Regions from separate parts of the Mus musculus genome. Here all the other regions are linked to region 3. Evidence: chromatin contacts called from public promoter capture Hi-C data. All regions are on one chromosome and are shown on one strand. The core of a region is the stretch at or near the end of the contact, and the rest is flanking DNA. Distances in the headings are between cores, read along the strand shown. Region 1 holds the start of Ankrd37 (ankyrin repeat domain 37). Region 2 holds the start of Ing2 (inhibitor of growth family, member 2). Region 3 holds the start of Vps37a (vacuolar protein sorting 37A).

Region 1 (4,967 bases), core at 31-2,530, 5.5 Mb after region 3:
AGCCAGTGAAAACTACCTTGTAACAACTGGATTATTCCACTAATTGTATTTTTCATGAAGTTCTCTTGCTGTGCTAATACAAAGTTTCCATTAATAAAAACATGCCATCATATTTGCACACATTAAAAAATTAAGGGAATGCCAGCACACTATAGAGTTCTATAGAAGCCAAAGGTTTACAATTAAAAACTTCGTCACACTCTAATGAAGATGAAGACTACTGGAAGAATTGATGGTGGGCATGTTTCCCACATACTATTTCCTGGTTGACTGGAACTTGGACAATAGCAAGTACTTTTAAAAGTACAGTAAATACATGCTATATATATATATTTGAAATGTGGTTCGACTTCACTGAGCTATGCCATAAAAGTAAAATACACACTGAATTGGGAACCGTGGTACAAGAGCAAAATAAAATACACATAAATCATTGCTGATATAATTACATACTGAAAGAGTATTTGGGATTAGATTATTAAAAGAAATCCCATGGCTTGTTTTTGTTTTATTAATGTGGATACTAAAAAGTTCCAAGTTACCATCTTGCAGTATGTATTTTTCTCCTGGAAATTCCTATATGCCTGTTTATACCAACTGAAACGGACATCTAGGAAATGTCCGTGCAGACACTGGGTGGAGGAGAGGGTTGTACATAGCAACAATCGGTTACCTAGTTACCTGTTGGTTGAGGTCAGCACCTGTTTGCAGCTGCCAGAGAAGAAAGCACGCAAGGCCGCCACCTGCAGCTAGGTGAGCAGGCGACTGCTCCTGGGGATCCGGAGGTGCGTTCACTGATGCTCCTGTCTCCAGCAAACTCTTAAGGTCATCCTCCTGCAGGAAAAGAACAGCTTGTCACTGTCCTGTCCCGCTCGAGCCCTCTGAGCTGAAAATCCACCCCTCCACGGAAAAAAAAAGAAAACAAGATCTGACAAGGTTTGACTTGGTAACCCAGCAGTTTGTCACTGTCACGTTTGTTAGAGCTCCTAAGACACACAGACCTCTGGGAGATCTAGCCTGCAGGACTTAAAGGGGCGAGAGTCTCACCTCCAAGTTGCAACTAAGCAACAGCATCGCCCACCTAAAGCAGATGACAAGTGTCCCCGGGAGTTCAGAGAGGCAACACTGGCCGGTAAGAATGCAAGGGACTGCCCCAGTTCGGGAGAATTTAAAGCTCTCGGGAACCTGCAGGGCCGCGGCTCCTCCCCGCCGCTCCCCAGCCTGGGAGCGTTCCCACGGCCTGGTTCTGCCCAGCGCGATGTCCCCAGCCCCGCTGCGGCCTCACGTACCCAAACACTGACATGTGCAGCCTGGAACCCCAAGCAAAAGAGGAGGGGGCGGAGCCTGCTGCGCGGCCTGCCAGCTGATTGGCCAGGCCGACCTCCCCCTGGGTCCGCCCTGTTGGGAGCGAAGCCCAGGCGGCCGCAGCACGCGTGCGCAGTGAAGGTGGTGGGCGAAGAGGGTGGAAGGCCTGGCCTTTGCGCTTTGGCGGCGGCCATGATGCGAGCCGAGCTAGGCACGTACTGCTGGGTGGAGTCAAGCCCTTTTAGCCCTCTGGAGAAGCCGCAATCGCCGGTGCATGGCTTTGTGACTGAGAGCACGCACGTAGCCCGGAAAAGAGGGAAGCAGAAGTAGCCCACACCCATCCACCCCCGCAGGCCCCGCGTCCTCCACCTCCAGCTTGGTCCGAAGGTGCTTCCTCCTGCCCCACGTCCTCCGCCGCCGCGCGCGCCGCAGGATGCTTTGGAAGGGGATGCAGCGGTGGGGCGTTAGAGGGCATGTCGATGAGACTGTGACGGAGGGTTTACCATAGGAGATGCTCTCCCAAACCCAGTGAATTACCTATCAGTCAGTGTTGCCTTTGTGAGCAAGGTGGCAATTCCTGTGAAATAAGCCACCCATTGTCACACGTCCCCTGAGGGTCCGAAACCCGTCCTGGTTCCGGCAATAGCTAGTAAATACAAGGAGTTTGCCAAGGGGATGGCCCTCACTCCGGTTATTAGGAATAATAAGAATACGGAAAGGAAAGAACAAAAGATTACCGTGAAGAAAGCAGCCAAGTGATTTAATGTTAGTGATGTGATCTGCTGACAGCATGAACCCCTGCGCTAGGACATGAGAAGGGCTTCATCAAAACCCAGAACCCAAATTAGAGCATCAGATAAGCCTGAGGAACAAAAGGACTCTTCCCAGGATACTACTACTCAAAGCCTTGAAGTCAGTAAAGTCTGAGAAGCAGACCAAAAGAAACAATAATTTAGGGTGAGATTTTAAAACAAACATGGCATTACTGGTAAAATTCATGACAATGTAATAACTGCAAAGTTTGAATTCCTTTTCATGAACCCTGTTGACTTCTGACTGTAGTTAAAGTTAATGGTAGCAGGTGAAACATAGAGGTAAGAAACTATTAACAGCTGGTTAGACATCAAATAACATGTAGAGTTTACTTGACACAGAAGACCGTGTCGCTTAAAATAGTCTATGTTGTGCTTCTTCCTGTAAATCTTAGCTCCTAAGGAAGTTTTATTTAAATATTTGGCTTCCCGTTTTAATGAGGATTCTTTTTCAATAGTTGTAACAGAAGATATCTGAACCAGTATGGTTTTAAAGAACAGCAAGTTTATCATAGTCACAGTTTTCCCAACAAGTCACAAAATTCTCACCCATTAATTTTCACTAACCAATATAATTCTTTAATAAGGCACACTGCTCATTGTGGTGGTCCACAATCTTAGGCTGTTCCCTAGAACAGGGCTTCTTAAAACTTTTTTCACTCATGGCTCCTCAGTGCCTGAAAAAAAAAAAATTGTATTTAACTCTAGTTATATAGGTGTGTACAACAGGTGCAAATCAAACCTGATAATCTGATTTTAATACAGTTCTCTCAGATGTGTATAATTTGACCATTTCTAAGATTGTAATGTAATTTGCATACTAACCTGAGTTCAGTCTTCAGCTCCCACATGAATAACAAAACAAGGACAGCTACCTGCACCTGTCATTCCAAAGCTGGAGGGGGTGAACATAGGAGAATCCCCGAGACTTGCAGTCTGATCCTGACACACACACACACACACACACACACACACACACACACACACACAGCTATTTGAAAACCTAGCCATCTAGAAAAATAACAATGGTGACTTCTACCTTAAGACCTATCTATGACTTCCCCATCCATGGGCTCTCGACCAGGATTACAGTACCAAATATGATATTCTCTCCTGAGGAGCCAGCTTAAAGTCCAATCAGAAAGCAGTTACCCCATGACAGTTGTGCCCCTGTTGCAGTAGTGGGCACTTGTTGCTTGGCCAGGTTTGTATTGTCATATGTGGAGTCCAGCACTAGGTAAAAGCTCTCATGTCTTTCCCCACTCAACAGACTGCACTGCACCTTCTGGCTCTGTGAAAACTAGATAGCAGGAGGCAATTTCCCAGTCGCTTTGAGATTGGTGTCTCTCTGCCCTAAAGCCATGGGGTATGGTGTCTTCAGCAAGAGGGTTTTACCATGTACTTTGGCAATGGCAATAGCTTACGTTGTTTCGGAGACTTCTTTAATTGCGGTTTTCCTGTAATAACCCAAGTCGTCTTGGAGTTTACAGAGTGCTCACTCACCCATAACAAGACTTCTTCATCTACTCCTTACCACCACCTCCGCTGAGGCTCTGGGGATGGTGGCAAAGAAGTGTTAGAAAATAGGATCAGCAGGAGGATGGCAAGGAGTTCTGTGCGATGCTGACTTCTGAGCAGAGTCTGGGTATCACCGCATGGGCTCACATCTGCTGGACTTAGCTGCACTAGATCAAACCAAGCAATATTCCAATATAAACTTGGGGAGGGGGAGTTCTCTTCAGGCCCCACCCCTTGTTGACAAGCTATTAGCAGTTTATAAATACCGAAGAGGGAATCTTTTTTTTTTTTTTTAATTTTGATGGTATGGCCCCTAATTAAGTTTCCTGTGATTCAGCAGATGGATCCACGCCCACGCATACATAGATAACACTGATCGGATTTAGTATATTATTTAGAAGAAGACAATGACATGATGTTGGGAGGGGACATGTGAGGGAGGTTAGGGAGAAGTTGAATATGATCACTTCCGTTGAATGCATGGATGAAATTCTCAAGAATAAAGAAAAAATAAGACAGAATTGAAGAAGACACCCAAAGCTGACCTCTGTCTTTCATATACACACTGTCCTACTTTTCTATTGCTGTGAAGCAACAACATGACCAAGGCAACTTAAAGAAGAAAAAGTTTATTGGGGGCTTATAGTTTCAGAGGGTTACAATCCATGACCATCATAGCAGGAAGCATGGCAGTAGGCAGACAGGCATAGCTCTGGAGCAGTAGCTGTGAGTGTATATCTTTATTCAGGAAAGAGAGAGAGAAAGAGGAAGAGAGAGAGAGAGAGAGGCCAACCAACTGGGGACCAAGTAATCAAATATATGAGCCTATGTGGCCATTGTCATTCAAACCACTCACATGCGCATATGTACACTTGCAACTACCCACATGAACATGTATACACAAATAAGCAAATAATAGGGAACATCATTCTACACTAGTGTTTTTCATGGGCATTTCAAAAGTCATACTTCTTTTAAAGCAACCTATTCATACATCAGCCCATGACTTAAAGAAGAAAGAGACAATTATAAACTCTCACAGCTCACCGCTACTTAAATTGTTTCAGCATACAAGAAAAAAGTGGAGTATAATAGTTGTACGTGTTGTAAGTTAATATGTAGCTGGTGTGCTTGTCTTAGTCAGGGTTTCTATTCCTGGACAAAACATCATGACCAAGAAGCAAGTTGGGGAGGAAAGGGTTTATTCAGCTTACATCATCACTGAAAGAAGTCAGGACTAGAACTCAAGCAGGTCAGGTCAGGGAGCAGGAGCTGATGCAGAGGCCATGGAGGGATGTTCTTTACTGGCTTGCTTCCCCTGGCTTGCTCAGC
Region 2 (4,440 bases), core at 1,240-3,739, 7.2 Mb after region 3:
TGTTACCTGAACAGTTTATGACAATTACAGGTAACTGGTATCACAGATTTCCCTGTCAAAAAATTATGTCACTACCAATCTAAAAGTCTAAGCTTTGCGCTTTTAAAGAAAAAAAACTACATATTTTGGCACAGAATTCTCATGCTAGGTTGCCATTCATGTATGTTCCCTATGTCTGCAGAAAATACCACAGAATGATTTTCATTTTTTGAAAGGGTGAACTTGTAGGGCCTTTACCTATCCTGTGTGAGTCCTAACTTCAATCTCTTGGGATTGAGAGGAGTCACAGTTTTAAAACGGTTTTAAAAGCAGACAGCTTTGAAATAAAATATTCTCCACCAATTAACTGAATTCATTATACCATCCCTATAAATTTTGTCTATAAAAGTAGATTTTTACCTCATAAGTCTTTGAATCTGGTGAAAACACTGTTATACTATAAACAGTGAGAGACTTAGAAAACAAGTTTGTCGATTGAAAACACCTAAGTGCTCTTACATGCTAAGTCACCATGGGGTGTATTACAGGATTAAGTTACAGGACTGGGGATGGTCTGGGGAAACAGAATGACTCCAAGTTGTTTTTATGGTCCATATTAGGTCTACACAGTTTCTTGACTAGGGGTTACTAAAGGCTGAACGTATCCCCATTTAAATTTCTCCTGTCCTAGCAGGAGAAAGGTATGACAATCCCTGAAGATATTCCCTGTCCTAGTTTCTTTGATGACAAGAAAAAGCTTTTCTCCTCATTTAAACTTGGTGGAGGAGGAACCCAAGGGTGCAAAGACGCCAGGTGGTTGCCCAGCCAACGAACCCACTTCCTCCAGAAGTCCGGAAGTGACACATGGCCCGGAACCTACGCTGAGCCAGGGTCAGAGACAGTCCCCCACGGCGGTGTCCGCGTCTTGATTCACTAACCGGGGTGGGGGGGGGGGCTAGGGAGAGATTTGAAATATCTCTCCCAACACCCAACACTGACTCCGCCCAGGCCCACCGACCGTCCCGCCCAGCAATGGGTTCAGTCCACCCCAGGACCCTTCCGAGCAGCCCGCCGTGGCCGACTCCCGCGGGAGCGCGCGCCCCGCCCATACGACGTCACACCTGCAGGCCCCGCCCCTAGGCCGGACCCTCCCCGCCACACACTCACACACACACGCACACACACACACGGACGCACACACATACACAACACACACACCCCTTCTCCGTCTCGCCCTGCGGGGGAACCCCTCCCCCTTTAACCATTTGGCAGTAGCCGAAGAAGGGCTGAGTGAGACACCGGGCGGCCCGGAACTTTCCCCGGGGCGAGAGGGAAGCACAGACCGTCCCAGTCCCGCGCCACGCCGGGAGCTGGAGGGGGGTGGGGGTGGGGGGAGAGGCATCTCCCGAGTCCACCTCCGCCGTCCTCTCGCCCCCTCCCCCCCATACGTTCCAATGCATCTGCTCGCAGACGGAGGGAGCCCCAGCAGGCAAGGGGCTAAGCAGGCCCAGCACCCCGGTCCAGCCCCGCAACCCTGCTCGTTGCACACTCTCCAGCCCCGGGCAGGACAGTGTGCGGCACCCAACCGGCAGGCACCGGAACAAATGCTCGCTTAAAAATGGCTGATTCCCGTCCGCGGCAGCTGCAGCCAGCCGCCGGAGCTGCAACGGGGGCTGACGGACGGGCGGTCCTCGGAAGTCCTCGTCAGCCGCAGCCGGGACAGGGAGGGCCGCGAGTGTGCTGTGCCGTCCCCCCACCCAGACACACACACACACACACACAACCGCTTCCCGGCCCCACACACCAGATCGCTCGGTGCACTCGGCGCACACTGTCACCCGAAAGAAGGGAAAGTACCTTGGTATTTGTTGTCCAGCTCCCGCAGCACCGACACGTTCCTCTGCATGTCGTGGGGCAGCGACTCCACACACTCCAGGTAGTCCTGCACGTAGCAGGAGAGCAGCCGGCTCCGCTCTCCGGTCAGGAGCGCGGCCGACGAGTACAGCTGCTGCTGCTGCTGCTGCCCTAACATCCTGCCGCCGCCACCACCACCACCGCCGCCGCCGCCGCTGCTGCTGCTCCTCGCCGCCGCCGCCGCCGCCGCCTCCGCATCCAGCAGCCACACATGCAACAGCCACGACCGCCGCTCCTCCGCTCGGCAGCCCGGCGCCGCGGGGACACGGCCGCCGCTCGAGAGGGCACCGCCGAGTCCCCCGATCTCCACTCCCCCAAGAAGAAGCCCTTACTCCCCGCCCCCGCGGTAACAAGCCCAGGGGCGGGGCGAGACCGGGGCTCCCTCCGGCCCCCTCCCTCTCTAGGAGAGCGAGCAGCGGGGTTCCCCGCGGCCGATGGCGCCGGGGCTCCCAGGCAGCGACGCTGGCTGTCCCCCCCGGGGACTCCCCAGACACTACCGGGGCTGCCCGGTCGCCCGGATCCCCGTGACAAGCCCCTCGCTACCCTCTCGCCTCTCTATCAGCCTCCGTGCCTGTCGGAGTCTCACAGGACTAGTCCCCGCCCCTTGGCCAGCGACCGCATCTGCGCCTGCGCAGCACTCACTCCTAATAAGGCTGGGGCCCCGCCCCTATCGTCCTACCGAAGAGTTCGCATTCTCCCGCCTTCCCTGCGCCACCCGGGCGATTGGTCTGTCAGCTCTCGCCTGGGGGCGGGGGGAGGGTGCGGAGGCCGGCCAAACGGCAGGCCGCGCCCCGCCCCCTCTTAAAGGGACCGCATGGCTGAGCCTGCCCCCTTCGACCGAAGTCCTGACGGTTGCCCCCGAGAGGCCGGGCGACCGCTCTCTTCGTTTCTGTTCCCCTACAGGGATAGGAAGCGCCGGCTCGGCTCGCTCGGCCCCGAGTTACCGACCTTGCCTCCATCTGGCGGATCCAGCGCCTCCCTCGCGAGCCTCCAAGACAGCAGCGAGCGGCCCCTGGGCGCCGCTGGCCGAGTGAGGCCTGAGGGGGAACTAAGGCGACCCAGGGTGCAGCGGGCGCGGCTCCGGGCATGCGCGGCGACTTCCCGCCGAGCGCCCCGCGGCCACGGTCCCGGAGCACCGGGGCGGACCGCGGAGGTAGGCGGTGCGCCCTCTGCCCTTTTAAATGCGGACTCCCCGCCTTGCGTGCGGCCCCTCCACCCCCCAGCGCCGGGGTGGCTCTCAGGGTCTGCTCCCCCTCCTCGCGCTTAAGAGTTTGGTTTAGGGAGGTGGCAAGGCTGCACGCCGCCCCGGTCCCCAGTCCCAAACCATCTTAAGGAAACTGTTGTCAGATGTCGAATCGCCTAGGCATCACCCGCCAGCGAGGACACACAGTCCTCACTGTCTTTTCACTCGGCTTCACCACTAGCCAGCAGGGGATCAGTGCAGATGGGATTAGAAATCGGATCAACCACCGAGTGCGGTGCTTTCCGTGTGAGGGATTATCCGCCTTACTCCCCCAGTACCATCAGTGAAATGCCGGTAGGAGGAGCTCACTGTAATTACGGATAGACTTCCGGAATGTATATAAATATGTGAGCTGTTTTGGTTTTGGTTCTCCCCCCCCCCCCCAACCGAAATAGGTATAAGAAAGAGTAGTCGCTTAATTCAGATGAGATGCCCAATGGGAGCGGCGTCTTTGAATGAGAAGAGAGAAAACGCCAGAGTGCTAAGTTTGGGTGCTCTTGCCCGGTTTGCAGCGCTATACCTGTTGCCCGGCCTGTTCAGCACACTTTCATACAGTGGGGTATATTAAGCAGCTGTTGGGATGCCAAGGGAAACCTAGGTCCTGGTCTAGATGAAAATTTGGATTTCGACAAAACACAACGCGGAATTCGGCGTCCTGAGGACAAGGGCTATATTGGAAGGCCTGGGAACTAATGTGTTAATGTACTTTAACGCTGAGATTTTGATCAGTGGAGTATTAAGCCAACCGAGGCAAGCACAGTATTTATTGAATTTCTGAGAACGTGGGACGAATTTTCTTTCCATTATTTAATATTAAAGAGCCAGGTCTTGTTGAAAATAACCATTGTTAAGGTTATTGACTTGATTTTGTTGTTATTTTGTTTTTGGTTTGGTTTGGTTTGGTTTGGTTTTGATTTCGAGACAGGGTTTCTCTGTGTAGCCCTGGCTGTCCTGGAGCTCACTCTCTAGACCAGACTGGCCTCAAACTCAGAAATCCTTCTGCCTCTGCCCCCCAAGTGCTGAGTTAAAGGCGTGTGCCACCACTGCCCAGCTTGTTCCCTTTTTTTAAAACCTGAATTAATTTTTGTATTTACTCACAAACTTGGTTCAGCCAATTCTAGCTAAAAGGTGGAATTACTGCAAGCTGCCCTGTTTCTTACTGATTGGAGTTAGACACTGTATGGGCCCATGGATTTTATACAGCCTGCTTTACTGAGCTGCAGGCTGACTGGTTGTGACTTACCAAGAGCAAAAAAAAAAAAAAAACAAGTTGAGAAGCAAGGAAGGATTTTGGAAAGCATTCT
Region 3 (4,931 bases), core at 859-3,358:
GTAAAAGCACTTGGCATGCAAGCATGTGGACCAGAAGGAGTTCAAACTCAAGAATCTATGCTTAAAAGGTGCATGGCCCATGTGCTGGCAATTTACATGTTTGGAAAGCAGAGGCAGGTGGATCCCTGGGGCTTCCTGGCCAGTCAATGTAGCTTAATCAGGAAGTCTCAGGCCACCAAAAGACCCGTGTCAGTGCACCCCTCCCCCCAAACACACACACACACACACACACACACACACACACACACACACACACACACACACACGTACTTATTCACTCACACACTTCCCACTTCACCCTTACAAAAGGCATTTTAAAAAGCTTTAGTCATGTCCATACCATAGCAACATAATTATATTTTCGGATAACTTGACGGATTTTCTTCATCTCTTCATCCAGGTTACAAGCCCAAACTTCACAAATTCTTTGGCTATGATCTACGGTTGCTGCTGGCATAGTGACAGCACAAGGAGTCTAGATGTGGAGCATCAAAATGTTATACTTGATTGAAGATTTGTGTCATAAAAATACTTTACCCTTTACTTATGCACCTGTTGAAATAAAAAAACACCAATATCATGAATGTGAATTATAAAACTGGGCTGGTATAAACCTTATTTATACAAAGTTCATGACTCATAACAAAATCAAGTTTTAGACAGTTCCTTTTCTCAAGGTATACAGCTAATATTTAGAGGATAAAAGCACCACACCGCCGATTTCCCAACTGAATATAAATTTCACTAATTAAGATTTGCTCCGAGTTCAATTCACTCCACACAAAACTTTGAACCATTTCAAGCCAAAAAAAAAAAAAAAAATCAACAAAATCAAACGTTTCATAACAGAATGCTTGCTTTTATTCTTCTAACAAAACATTTAAAAATCTTACTCATTCAAAGCAGAGCAGAGGAAACATTTTTCTTAAAAATGTTTTGAAAAGCCATTAGGCAATCTCAGAAACAAATATAGCGGGAGGGAGAAAGAAAGAAAGAAAGAAAGAAAGCAAGCAAGCAGGTAGGCAGGCAGGCAATGAAATGTGTACATTTAAAAATTTCTAATTTCAAAAACTGGCAACCCAAGAGAGACCTCACGTCTCTGCCATCCACACAAGGTTCACGGTATACAATGGTAAGATAATTAATCAGACGGACAGGGACCAAACACACAATAACCCCCGACAAAACCAGCGAGTTAAAAGAGGGTGGCCTGGTGTCCCAAACTCCTAAATGTACGCTGGAGAAAACAAAAGGTGATGCAGGGCACGCCTTCTTTCTTCCTCCCCTCCGTCCTCACACCGGTCCCTACACGCGCTCTACCGACACACTGTACTTTAACCCTGCTTTCCTCCACCCGCTCTTCTCTACTGCGGTCTCAGGGGTCCCTCCAAGGGGCAGCCAAGGCCTTCTCATCCCTGAGGTCGCGCGTCCTCCGTGGGCGAGCAACGTGGAGAGAGCACGGCCGCCTTCATGTCAAGGATAAGTCGCTCGGCTGGCCGCCGGCCAGGAGCAGGGTGCCTATTCGCATGGCCTAGAGCCAGACCGACTACCCCCAAAAACCACTGCCGAGGACGAAAGCCACCGGGGCCCCAAGTAGGCCACCGCCCTCCACTCGCAATTTCCTTCCCACAACGAAGTCCCAGGTACAAAGCGGTGGCGTCATCACTGCGCGCCGCGCCCCTGACAGCCCCCACCCGCCCCCCGCCCGTTAGCACCGCCGTCCCCCCGGGCTCCCCGCCTCCGCCAGTTCCGTCCCACACAGCCACGCTTAGGCGGGCGCCATCGCGCGCGCCAATCTCGGGCTCCCCACTCCCAGCCCCTTTTCCCAAGGCGCCCCAGCACGCCCGGGCCCCCGCCGGATCTACTTGGGTCTCTGAGCTCGCGCTCCTCCTCCTCCTCCTCGCCATAGAGCTAGCACCCGGCGGCGGCGGTGGCGGTGGCGGTACCGGCGGCGGCGGCGGGAGCCCCATAGACGCCTCTCGCCCTGCGAAAGGGGGAAAGGGGAGCTGGAGCGGCGCTCGGCCCAGCGCGGCGACGTCGCTCCTCGCACGTCCCGCCGAGGGCGCGGCCTGATGACGCCGGGCGCCGGGTGGGCGGGGCCCTCCCTCAGGAGGCGGGGCGGGCAGGTGACGAACGCCCCGGCGTTGGAGCAGCTGAGCCGGCAAGGCGACCAGGCCTAGCTAACTGACCCCGGGGTGGTGGTGGCCCGGAGCACACCGGGGTTCCGTCCAGCCGACGAGTCGCCCTTCTCCAGCCGCCCGCAGTGGTAGCTCGGACCCCCGGGGCCAGGGACTCACGAGCGCGGCGTGTGGGAGACGGCGCGGCCCCTGGGCACCCCGTCCGGGCCGTGCTCGATCGCCCGGGAAGCACTGGGCTAAGCGAGGAGCAGCAGGCCAGAACCTTGTAGGGCCTCGGGCCCGGGGACCCGAGGAGGATGAGCTGGCTCTTTCCCCTGGCGAAGAGCGCGTCATCCTCCGCGGCTGGGTCCCCTGCCGGCCTCACCAGTCTCCAGCAGCAGAAGCAGCGGCTGATCGAGTCACTCCGGAACTCCCATTCCAGGTGACGACTGGTGGCTTCGGCCCAGGGTAAAGTAGGACGGGAGGGCGGGCTGCTTGCAAACACACCGTGTGCGAATCCGTAGGCCGCTCCATCAGCTGCCTCCTGTTGATGGGTCTTCCAGTGGGGTTAAGCGCTTGCTTCCCTAGTTTGTGTCCCTGGTGCCCCACCGCTGTTCAGCTCCTCTCTTGACTTGGCTCATCTCCACTGACAAACGGAGTCATCTCTCTTTAATCTGTATACAGCACCCCTAGCTCACACGCTAATTTTCCTTTTGATCTACCTGATTGTAGCATTGCCTTCGAATTGTTAACATGCTAAGAGACAGTTGGAAAGATAATTCCCAACAGTTTTATGAACTGAAAATTTAAACTGTTGCAACGTCAAAGAAAAGGGAAGCCAGTGTTTTTAGTTAACTCTGTCCTGGTGACAATCCTTTTGAGTCTGTAATTAAAGCTCACCCTGTTCCAATAACCTCTTTCTGTCTTGTAATTGTTAGAGTCTTTAGACTTCTCACTTTCTTCTATTTGGCTCCACACTTAGGACTTGCCAGACAACCATCTGCATTATCTGTTGTCTTTTGAGTTTGCTTGTTGTATTGTAGTCAAACTAGAAATACAGGAAATCAGATTATTTCGACTTTTTTTCTTAAATATAAAATTGTTTGCTGCAGTCTTTTTTTTAAATTAGATATGTCCGTGGCTGCTACAGGCTTTCAAATATTAGAGCTGCTTTGCGATATATGGATTTTACAATTAACTAACAGCTTCACAGCACATTTTATAAAGCATATTAGAGATCAACATGATTAAACTCTAGACTTTCAAAAACCTTGTCACATTATACACATTATAATATGTTATACAATATAATTATGTATGTATACATACCTACTCACACATCCATGAGATAATAACATCAAGTTATTGAACACACCATCAAGGGCTATTTTTGTGTTACACATCTATTTTCTTCCCAAGCAAGTAAGCTATAACCTAAAAAAACATTGTCTAAAGAAAAATTCACTACAAAATCAGTTTGAATGAGGCCTGTTGCTGACTGAACTGAGTTTCTTGGTTGTCAACTTCATTTTTGGTTGTAGGAAAGTTTCAAAAAGTCATTTACTGTCTTTTTAAGTAGAAAAGAGTAGCTATCCTTTATTGTTGGTTTCACTGTGGAAAATTCAACTCATAAAGTTGTCCCACTTTGTCGGGTGTGATGGCTTTTCCCCACTCATGGTAAGGTCATGATCCATGCCTGCTCTTAAAGCTTTGGGTTGGCTACACGAGAGAACAAAATAGACTTGTGTAAGCCAAATTTTATGTGGTGTGGAGCTTTCATAAACGAAGACCCCGAGTCCCAGGGAAACCTTTTTGTCTTAGGAGTAGGCAGTGGGTGGGAGAGTGTTAGGACAAAAGGGCACGATCTAATGGTGGTAGACTGAAATGGAGGAAACTAGCAAGTCCTAGATTTGAGGTGTGCTTGCTTGTTTGGTTTTGGTTTTTCTAAACAGGGTTTCTCTGTGTAGCTCTAGTTATCTTGGACTTGGCGCTGTAGGCGCCTTGAACTCAGGGATTTGCCTCTCTGCCTCTCAAGTGCTGCCTGCCAGTCTCCCTATTCTTAACTCTTCTGTGCAGCATTCCTTCTGCCCTGTTAGAGGGACAGAGCCCCTCTAGAAAGAGGATTTTCTAAGAGTGGCCTTTCTAGGTGTTAGGTTTCTTTTATCATCCATGAGGAAAGGGGACTCTTGTCTTTAGGACGACTTTCAGAGGAAAATGTGGGGTAAGAGATAGGAAGACAGCAGGAGAGTTTGCTTCCAATCTTCAAGTCTCCCTTAGTTCAAGGTATCAATAATACCCAAGAGCTATACTTATGATGGTAGCAATTTCTGAACTCCCAACATAAGTCAGCCTTACTCTAAATGGGGTTTTGTTTTGTTTGCTACTCTTGAGAGCAGAGTCATGGATAACTAGAGCTACACAAAGAAATCCTGCTTTGAAAACCAAACCAAAGCAAACAAACCCCAAACACTTGCAAGCTACACTCGCAAGATGTGTAAAATAAGGTGGCTAACTTTTTTTTAATATTTTTATTAGGTATTTTCCTCATTTACATTTCCAATACTAGCCCAAAAGTCCCCCATGCCCTCCCCCCTCACCCCCCTACCCACCCACTCCCACTTTTTGGCCCTGGCGTTCCCCTGTACTGGGACATATAAAGTTTGCGTGTCCAATGGGCCTCTCTTTCCAGTGATGGCCGACTAGGCCATCTTTTGATACATATGCAGCTAGAGACAAGAGCTCCGGGGTTCTGGGTGACAAACTTTTGAGAAACACTACAAAGGTTTCTGCCTTATAATGTCTACTTAGAAAACT

Evidence for each region. Promoter capture Hi-C pulls out the DNA fragments that hold promoters and counts their contacts.
Region 1: a promoter capture Hi-C map of pre-B cells shows a contact between it and region 3, with 2.7 times the contacts expected there. The contact joins the promoter of Ankrd37 here to the promoter of Vps37a in region 3. A contact is called at or near these places in 3 of 39 promoter capture datasets (cranial neural crest, liver and pre-B cells).
Region 2: a promoter capture Hi-C map of pre-B cells shows a contact between it and region 3, with 3 times the contacts expected there. The contact joins the promoter of Ing2 here to the promoter of Vps37a in region 3. A contact is called at or near these places in 2 of 39 promoter capture datasets (liver and pre-B cells) and 1 of 484 Hi-C or Micro-C datasets (CD8 T cells).

Annotation. Positions count from the first base shown.
Region 1 is chr8:45,998,570-46,003,536 of GRCm38.p6, forward strand. It overlaps Ankrd37 (ankyrin repeat domain 37), which reads right to left and starts at 1,281. Exons shown (of 5, transcript NM_001039562.1): 1 at 1,048-1,281; 2 at 682-834. The coding sequence starts at 1,074.
Region 2 is chr8:47,672,670-47,677,109 of GRCm38.p6, forward strand. Ing2 (inhibitor of growth family, member 2) reads right to left here and starts at 2,490. Exons shown (of 2, transcript NM_023503.3): 1 at 1,837-2,490. The coding sequence starts at 2,011. AA386476 (expressed sequence AA386476) reads left to right here and starts at 2,722. Exons shown (of 1, transcript NR_166692.1): 1 at 2,722-4,440.
Region 3 is chr8:40,509,675-40,514,605 of GRCm38.p6, forward strand. Vps37a (vacuolar protein sorting 37A) reads left to right here and starts at 2,109. Exons shown (of 12, transcript NM_033560.3): 1 at 2,109-2,559. The coding sequence starts at 2,435. It overlaps Cnot7 (CCR4-NOT transcription complex, subunit 7), which reads right to left and starts at 2,080. Exons shown (of 7, transcript NM_011135.5): 1 at 1,866-2,080; 2 at 341-552. The coding sequence starts at 457.